Regions from separate parts of the Rattus norvegicus genome. Here region 1 is linked to region 2. Evidence: chromatin contacts called from public Hi-C data. All regions are on one chromosome and are shown on one strand. Each heading gives the region's core, a stretch centred on a gene start, on an enhancer-like site or on the middle of the called end of the contact. The rest is flanking DNA. Distances are from core to core; before and after follow the strand shown. Region 1 overlaps Nsf (N-ethylmaleimide sensitive factor, vesicle fusing ATPase). Region 2 has its middle 9.6 kb from the start of Wnt3.

Region 1 (4,482 bases), core at 102-2,601, 140 kb after region 2:
CAAACTAATAAAAAACACAGACCAGGGCTGGGTATGGCGGTACATCTTTTAATTCCCGCTCTCAGGAGAGATGAAACAGACAGATCTCTGAGAGTTCAAGGCCAGCCTGGTTTACAGAGTGAGTTCTTAGACAGCCAGGACTATAAAGAGACACCTTGTATTAAAAAAAAAAAAAAAAAAAAAAAAAAAAAGTACGTGCTCAAAATACACAGAGAAACAGAAAAGAAACAAGGTTTCTGTTTGGTCTTCACCCCTTACAGAAGCAAACATTTTCTTCCTATTCAGTGGGTCTTTTATATTACATTTATTTGTTTTACTTTGTTTTGTTTTGAGACAGGGTTTTCTCTGTGTAGCCCTGGCTGTCCTAGAACTTGTTCTGTAAATCAGGCTGGCCTTGAATTCAGAGATCCACCTGCCTCTGCCTCCCAAAGGCGTGTGCCACCATGCCCGGCTGGCATGTTTTGTTATTCATGTCTGTATTTTACGGTGCTGTGCCCCACAGCTCCCCTTGTCATTTCTTTCCTGGGGCACAGTCGGGTCATCTTTTAAACGTTTTTGGAGGTTTGTTTGCTAGCTTGTCTGGTTGCTTGTTACTATTGGGGATTGAACCTGGGACTTGATGGCACGCCGGTCTAGCCTTCTCTCGCAGAGCTGCATACTCCAGAGATTACACTTTAGCTCTAATGACCCAGTTATTGGCAACGCCAATGTTCCCAGGAAATCTGATCCACTATGTACTCTACCAGCTGACTGCACCGCCCAAAGACGGACTTTTCAAAAGTCTGCTTATAAACTTTAAAACACTGCCTGACTCGGCATGCGGTCTCGAGATACAGACGCAGCTACATTATTCCTATTCAAGGGTAAATGTGATATAAACGTTAAAAAGCAGTGGGACTAGGTGTTGTGTTCCGTGTCTCTAATTCTGGCACTCGGCAGACTGAGGCAGGTGGCTCACATGTGAGGCCAGTCGGTGCTGCACAGTGATTTCCAGGCCAGCCTGGGCTAGAAAAGGAAAGGAAGAAGGGAGATCAGAAAGGAGTGGGCAGGGGAGGCAAACAATGAGAAAGAAATCCAGGGTAAAACACATTTCTACCTGCACAAGGCTGCCTTACCTCTAGGTGTCCTGTGTCAAGCACATACCCCTTGCCTCTATCCTGCAGAAGAGACGGTGGAGTTGCAGGATCATAAACTATTTTCTTTGAGTTAGAAAAAGAACGAATGAAAACCTTTCTACTGATCCTGACCTGAAGTGAGAATTAGTAAGTCTTGCATTCCTTAAATCCAGCCCAAAGGCTGGGAGAGAGGCCTGCGTCTCCCCATGGTGAGCAACTGCTTTCTCTTCCTCTGCTAATAAATTACAGGCAGACTTGAACAGATGTCAGGTTGGCATCCAAAACCTAAAATATAGCTGAAAAGCAAGTTATGACTAATACAAGGAAAAAAAGATGAATGTCAGAAACCTTCATTTTTTTTCCCTCCCCTTTTTTCAAATTTCAGATAAGCTCTTTAGCCTCAGGGCTCCGTTTACAGAGCCCGGGAGTTCGCAGAGATGTCTTAACCCCCATTTAAATTGCAACCTCTCCTCCTGAGTGGGGGTGTGAAATGCATTCCCAGACTGTCAGTGTTTATGTTAATCTTAGAGAGAACTCCCTTCTCCACAACATGGCGCTCACAGAGCTCAGAGCCCTTTCTTCCCCTATGGCTTACTCAGGGTGTTCTTAGCATTCGAGAGACTCTGGGTGTGACTGAAAGGCCCCTTATAGCCTCCAGAGGAGAGAGCTGCTTTCCTCCTGAATTTCAAAAGAATTCTTAGGCACGAAGGTTGGAAATGGACTTAGTCAGGGAGGGACAGGGAAAGGGAGACAAAAACAACAGATTCAAAGAGTGGGTCAGAAGTGACTCTGTGTCCCTTCGCCTTTTCCCTGGCTCTCAAGACACAGCCCCTCTCCACGGGGAGCTGTAAACCTACTCCCGGGATGCTGTTCAAAGCCGCTGAGTGACTTGCTAGCTGATATTCCAGTGCTCTTAAAAATTTGTTCTTTGGCTCTAACATTTATGAGGTTATTGCCAGGGGTGCTGAAAATGAAGTTTCTTTGTAGAAACACCCGTTGCCAACATAAGAGCTACAATGAGAAGTGAGGTGATTCATCACTCATTTATCCATCCCGACTATTCCTCACAAAACTGCGCATAAGGGGTAAGCACAGTAAATGTCTGAACAGGACATCTGAGAATGCTCAAGGGCAGCAGCCATTAGCTACCAAGCTCACTCAAGTCACCTTCCAACACGACCTTCTAAGCTACACACTGCTGTGTTGGTACAAATGGTGGCGCTGTTATCCAGGGTAGAAAGAACTTAAGGATTTCGTGTGTGTGTGTGTGTGTGTGTGTGTGTGTGTGTGTGTGTGTCTCTCTCTCTCTGTGTGTGTGTGTGTGTGTGTGTGTGTGTGTGTGTGTATTGTTGTTGTTGTTGTTGTTATTGTTGAAACAGGCTTTCTCTATGTATCAGAGCCCTGGCTGTTCTGGAACTCATTTTATAGACCAGACTAGCCTCAAACTCAGAGAGCCATCTGCTTGCCTCTGCCTCCAGAGTGCTGGGATTAAAGGCAAGTGCCACCAAGCCCAGCTAGAATTTCCTTAGTTTTAGTTCTCTAAAAAAGTATATTTAAAAGCAGGAAGGTATATACCATGCATTTGAAAATACCTGAAGACAAAGACGCTAGCATGGGATCAGGGAGAGTTGTCTGCAGGAATACGACCTCATCTGTTCTCTAGGTCTACCCATAACTGTGTCTCTGCTTAAACCCTTTTGTCACTCTTGTCACAATATTCTAATCTCTATTTGCAGTTTTTAGAAGAAAATATGAAATTTTACAACCAAGTGAAAGATATAAGTTACCCAAAGATGTGACCAGTCTCATAGACACAATTAAGGGGGGGGGGTTATCTCACTTTCTAAATTAGAAATATACATGCAAATCCAATTAACATTCTTATTTTAATGTAAGTATAATTCCAGACGTCACAGGAGAGACCATCTGTTGAGCCTAAAATAAAGTTTCCAGCTACAATAATCTACAGAAATTATTTTCTAAATATTTTCTCACTCGATTGACTTACCTCAGCGTACACTGTCTAGTTATTAGACCCACAACATACATCATTAACTCTACTTAGTGAACAAAGAGTGAAAAACAACCAGTCAATCTCATTCCCGCCCAGCATGGGAAGGGTCATAAAGCATGGCTAAGTAACACGTTGATTTAAGTGAACACGCGTGATTTCGTTCATATTTGGCCTGGTTGTTTCTCAGCCTTTCGTCCAAGCCCAAGTGTATATTGGATTCTCATGTAGAGCTTGTCGCCTATACCAAGCCAAATGATAAGTGTGTGACCAAATTCCTCCTGGAGGGCAATGCAATGCTCTATTAATCCCCCCAAAATTTAAAGAAAAAAGAGAACCTTAAGAAATGATATCTACAGAAAGATAGTTCTTTCCCAGACAGCAAACCCTTTTTTTAGAAAGGGATACTCGGGCACCTCCTTTAAAACAAGGAAAGCAGCAGAGTTTCGCTGTTTTTGTTGTTTGTTGTTTTGCTGTTAGTTCAGCTGGAAGTTCAGGTACCTTTACAGCAGGCTGCTACTAAACGTACAGCACGCGCTCCTTGGTGGGACACAATCACTCGGGGAACTTTTAAAAGGATAAAACTTTTATCTTTTTGGTCTTAAAATAGTGTAAGTGTAGTAAAAAACTAACGAACAACAAAGCCATAAAAAAGGCTTTGGACAGCAACACTCACACTTCGTCTACGACAGTTCATTTCTTCTAAGACGAAGACAGATCAAATCGGGGCAAACATCAAACCTGCCTGATTTAGTTGCGGCTGGGAGGTGGCTTGGTGGCCGCATGGCGGCTTCCTGAGCAGCTGTTTTCCTGCAGGCTGGCTGGACCCCCAAACAGTGAAAGACACAGAATCCTTTCCTGCTCCCAGGGCTCAGCCCTGAGACCGGTAAAAATCCCCCACAAGAATTATGTGCAACATTCAACATTTAGAATCAGCCCATTGACTCCGTTTTTACCTAAAATATATTTAAATAACATTTCCAAGTCTTGATCAAAACACCTTAGGGATTTACTGAACCTCAAAATACACCTTATCGGGCAGTGAACAGCTACATTTCTTCCAACTTTCCGAATTGGAGTCTGCTTTTTTTTTTTTTTTAATGGATTTGGCCTTTGTATCTTCCAGATAAGAAGTATGTCACTGCCATTTCAAAGTGTATAAAACTCAGGTGATGAGGGTCTCTGTCATTTTGTCTTAATCCAATTCTAAACTCGACCTTTACCCAGGGAACAGGTGTGTGCTGTGCTTGTAATTCACCGAAGTGAGCCACGGGCCAGAAAAGCGACTGACATGGCTAGGCTAATGCAACCGGCGCTTCCTGCCCCCAAAGCAGCTCTAGTCCACCATGATAAATA
Region 2 (3,953 bases), core at 1,067-3,566:
CCAGAAGAGGGCATCAGATCCCATTACAGATGGTTGTGAGCCACCATGTGGTTGCTGGGAATTGAACTCAGGACCTCTGGAAGAGCAGTCAGTGTTCTTAACCACTGAGCCATCTCTCTAGCCCGTGTGCTCACTCTCTTGGATGGAGGCAGATGTGCTGTGTTCACGCAGACGAGGTTGGCATGACACTGTCCTCCACATAGCCCCTCGGAGTGATTCACGAGCGCGTTTCCCCAGTGCCCACTCCATTTCCAATTGATAGATGGTGTCATTACAAAAATGCACATGGTGCTCACAGATTCTCCTCTGTAGGGCACCTTCAGTGCTGCTCAGTGTGCAGGGCTCTACATGTCTACTCTAAAGGCACACACCAGCCCTGTCCTCTTCGAGGTGGACAGATTGTTTGCTGTTTCTATGCACATGCCCAGAAGAAGATGTCAACGCCTCCCCGGAAAGCCAGGTTCGGCCCTTTGGAATGACAACCCCAGCTTTGAAGGTCTAAATTCACATCTCAGCTCCTAAACATACTACCTGGCTTTGACCAGCCCTCCAGACTCCCTGGGCCATACATAGGTCCCTCATTTGTGAAACATGGATATCGCCAACCAGCTCCTATTTAGGGCTCTAGCATGGATTATTGGGAAACAACAACAACAAAAATATATGGAGAGATCAGAGCCTGCTGCTCACTGAGCCCCTCATCACATCCCTCCAAGATATTTCTCCCACGATGACCCCATGCCCCATCTGAGGGATATCAGCAACCAGCACTCAGGCATCATACCAGGGTTGGTTGATTCTATATCAGAACGGAGGATATGGGGAACGGAAGTGCTGTGACACACTGGCCAACGTCTTTTATGCTAAGACCTCCTGAAAGCAGAGGGTTCTTTCATGAACTTTGCCACAAATGTGTGTGTAGATGAGAGAGACCGCTCTTTAACATGTACAGATCGATCTCTTCAACCACACCTCTAGTTTTTAAATCATCCCCGCCGGCGACAAGCTGCCCACCTAGGTGTCTGGGGTAAAGGCCATCAGCACATCGCCCTGTGGTCTAGACCAACTCGCCTCCAGCCTGGCGCACGGGAGGAGGCCGGCCACTCTCCCCAAAGGCTTGTGTGTGCCAGCACTTTGAATATGTCAGGTGTCAGACGCAGCGCTCTGTTTGTCCCTCCTGTTTCCTTAGCGGGTGATAGTTTTAATCATTGATGTCTGTTATGTGACGGGATTGAACTCTGCCCTCCTTTTATCGGGGCAATAAAACACAAAGGCATACAAAGCGCGTGCCAGATGTGTGTTTGTCCTTTGCCCTCAAAACCTACCAGACACACAGAATATACAAAGAACTAGGCCCTACTTCTGGGGACATGACCAAGCAATGCGGGTCCTGAAACTCTCTTTTGTGACTGAAATCCAAACACAAGCAACAGTGCAAAGGACGGCTTTGGACCCTGCCTTTCCCTGGACTCCTATGCACCCCCCTGAGGCTATCCCTAGGGGAGGGAAGGGGGGCCCTCCAGTCTCTCGCTGCTATTCATGTATTCTCCAGCAGGTGTCACTCTCATCCTTACCATCCACCCAGACCTCGGGTCCTAGGTCTTTCAGGGTACAATTCCCAGGAGGCCTATGGTGGCCTAGAGCTCTTGCCACTTCACTGTCTCCCAAGATCACTTCAGGGAAGGGCTATGGTTCAGAGAAGGTGATTCAAGCTCACCATCTCAGATGGAGAGTAGAGTGGACAAGGACCTGGACACACTCCCTTCCTGCCATCCTAGGTGGGTCTCTCCATCCCGTATGGAGGCGCCTGTTACTTCACTCATGTGACTTCTAGCCCTGAGCTTTTGGAAACAAACCTTGGTGACTTATCTGGGTCACTCTGGGTTGGTAAGTCACTAAACTGAGATAGATTTGAAAGGCATAGAGAGAGTGGCTGAAGTCAGGGAGGTTCCTAGGGGGAGACTTCCATCTCAAGAAATAAAGCCATGAACCCAGACCCACCTAAGACCCAGAAGAGAGATAGGGGTGTGTGGCTGTACTACAGCCCTTGTCTAGCATAGATGAGGCCATGGGTTTAATTTCCAGAACATGGAAGAGAGAGAGAGAGAGAGAGAGAGAGAGAGAGAGAGAGAGAGAGAGAGACAGTCAGACACAGAGACAGAGAGACAGAGAGAGACAGGAGAGAGTGAGAAGAGCACACAATGTCTGATTTTTTTTTTCAGTACTTCTCCCTGCCATACTTTTCCTGACTCTTCCCCCACAGAGCAATACCTGGGAATAGCCAGAGAAATTTGGCAGGGGGAGGAGGCTGTGCACACAGGAATGTCTGCTCATGGCAGCCTCCAACCAGCCAGCTGTGCCCCCAATGACTAAACAGATGTCAGCAGTTCAGCCCGAGAACCGAGAAGACAGCTGTTCATCTCCTGCCAACACCGGTTCTGAGTCTCAGGGGATTGGTGATGAGGCCAGAAGGGGATTTGGTCTCAGCAGCCTTGGCCCAGGGGACTTCTGCTCTCACAGGAACCTGGAAGGGCTCAGCCCAGCTTCCACGGCCCCATGAGGCCCACGAGCCACAGCACCTGTCCCAGCCCGCTCAGGTAATGCATCTCCCACGAACGGCCAGGGGTCTGGATCCTTGAGTCCTTACTTTCACCACAGTTCTTGTCAGCATAGCCCCCTGGTTACGTGGTGGACCCCATCTGGCCACAGACCTGGCCACCAGTAGCTACAGGTACATTCTCCAAGTGTTAAGACCCAGCCCCAGGTGACTCGTTTTCTCCATGAACGAGAATGCCAGCTCCAAGACTTGGCTCCTGAGCGTCCCTTCTGAGTTTTCCGTTGAGAAGCCCTGGATTTCACACACTCCCTCCCAAACCCCAATGAACCCCCAGTCACCCAAAACCAACAGAAATGTCTTTCCTTGGAGAAACCATGACACACCCCTTGTCTCGATATCCTGTCAACACTGCTGGCTTCCTGGGGCCCTGGCTGGTATGTGTCACCTCAGAAGTGTCTGGGGCATTTCAGCAGCTAGGACCACCGGCTCCTGAATCTTTTTTTTTTTCCAGAGACTCTGTGGGCCAGCCCCGTTCATCTGTAACCTCCAGGAGGGGGAGGGCTAGGGGCACAAGAGGCTCTTGCGGCAGTGGGGGGGGGCAGGGGCTCCCCTAACTGCAGAGGCTAGCTTTACACCCCAGCAACACATGTCCCCCTTTATGGCCCGGGTTTTCTCTCGGTGCTTAAAGGCAACTGAGAAAAGAGCAGGGCTGATTCTGGCTGCCTGGCCGTCTCCTGGCAACGGGCCTGGCAGGAGGTCTTTCTTTCTCCCCCCCCAACCTCCCTTCTTTTCTCCACCCACCCCCCCTTTTCCTTTCCCCCCTGTGTCTTGTGTTGTGTATCATTAAAACTTCCCTCCCAGCCACTTGGCTGCCAGCAACCAGGCCCTTCTGGGGCCAGTTCCCTCCGGGCAGATCAGCTGGCCCCAGGGGTGCAGGATTGGAGGGGTCAAGCCCCCAGAGTGGCAGCTTTGTGTGATGGAACGAGGCTTAAACTCCAGTTGGCAACCTTCAGTACATTCATGGGGGCAGCCACCACTGTGTGCACACAAGCGCGTGTGCATGCTGCACCTTCTATGTCTCTTCTCCCCTCCCTTCCGGGACCCCGGTATCTCCCCAGACTGCTTGGAGCATGCCAAGAGGGCCGGTGGACACTGCCCCAGCCCTGAGAGTAGTGTACCTCCTGGGGCTAGATGCCACCCTCACCTATACCAAGTGTCATGGAAGGTTGAGGTAGCCACTTCCAGGGACCCACAGCTAAAGCTCCTGTTTGGTGTCCTGGTCTGTCCTGTGAGACAAGGACATCAAGGATAGTGACCATTAGTAATGGTGGAGAAATAGAATGCCCAGTCATTAGCTGTCGCAACCAAAAGGACTCTTAATTAGGTCACACCAATC

The links. Hi-C and Micro-C count contacts between places; a contact is called where the count stands out from the background.
Region 1: a contact with region 2 is called in a Hi-C map of the A7r5 cell line, with 9 times the contacts expected there. The contact joins two enhancer-like sites. A contact is called at or near these places in 12 of 12 Hi-C or Micro-C datasets (the A7r5 cell line, the Rat2 cell line, Schwann cells and 7 more) and 1 of 1 datasets of contacts at active chromatin or transcription factors (oligodendrocytes).

The regions. Positions count from the first base shown.
Region 1 is chr10:89,309,985-89,314,466 of GRCr8, forward strand. The region is part of intron 8 of Nsf (N-ethylmaleimide sensitive factor, vesicle fusing ATPase); the gene reads right to left. Among named protein-coding and RNA genes, the nearest start is that of Nsf, 45 kb to the right of the region's middle. Within about 2 kb of position 1,352, at least 4 of the 93 cell types and tissues checked have an H3K27ac peak or open chromatin away from gene starts, as enhancers often do. A contact at or near this core is called in the A7r5 cell line, where this site is marked.
Region 2 is chr10:89,168,660-89,172,612 of GRCr8, forward strand. No RefSeq gene overlaps it. Among named protein-coding and RNA genes, the nearest start is that of Wnt3, 9.6 kb to the right of the region's middle. Within about 2 kb of position 2,317, at least 4 of the 93 cell types and tissues checked have an H3K27ac peak or open chromatin away from gene starts, as enhancers often do. A contact at or near this core is called in the A7r5 cell line, where this site is marked.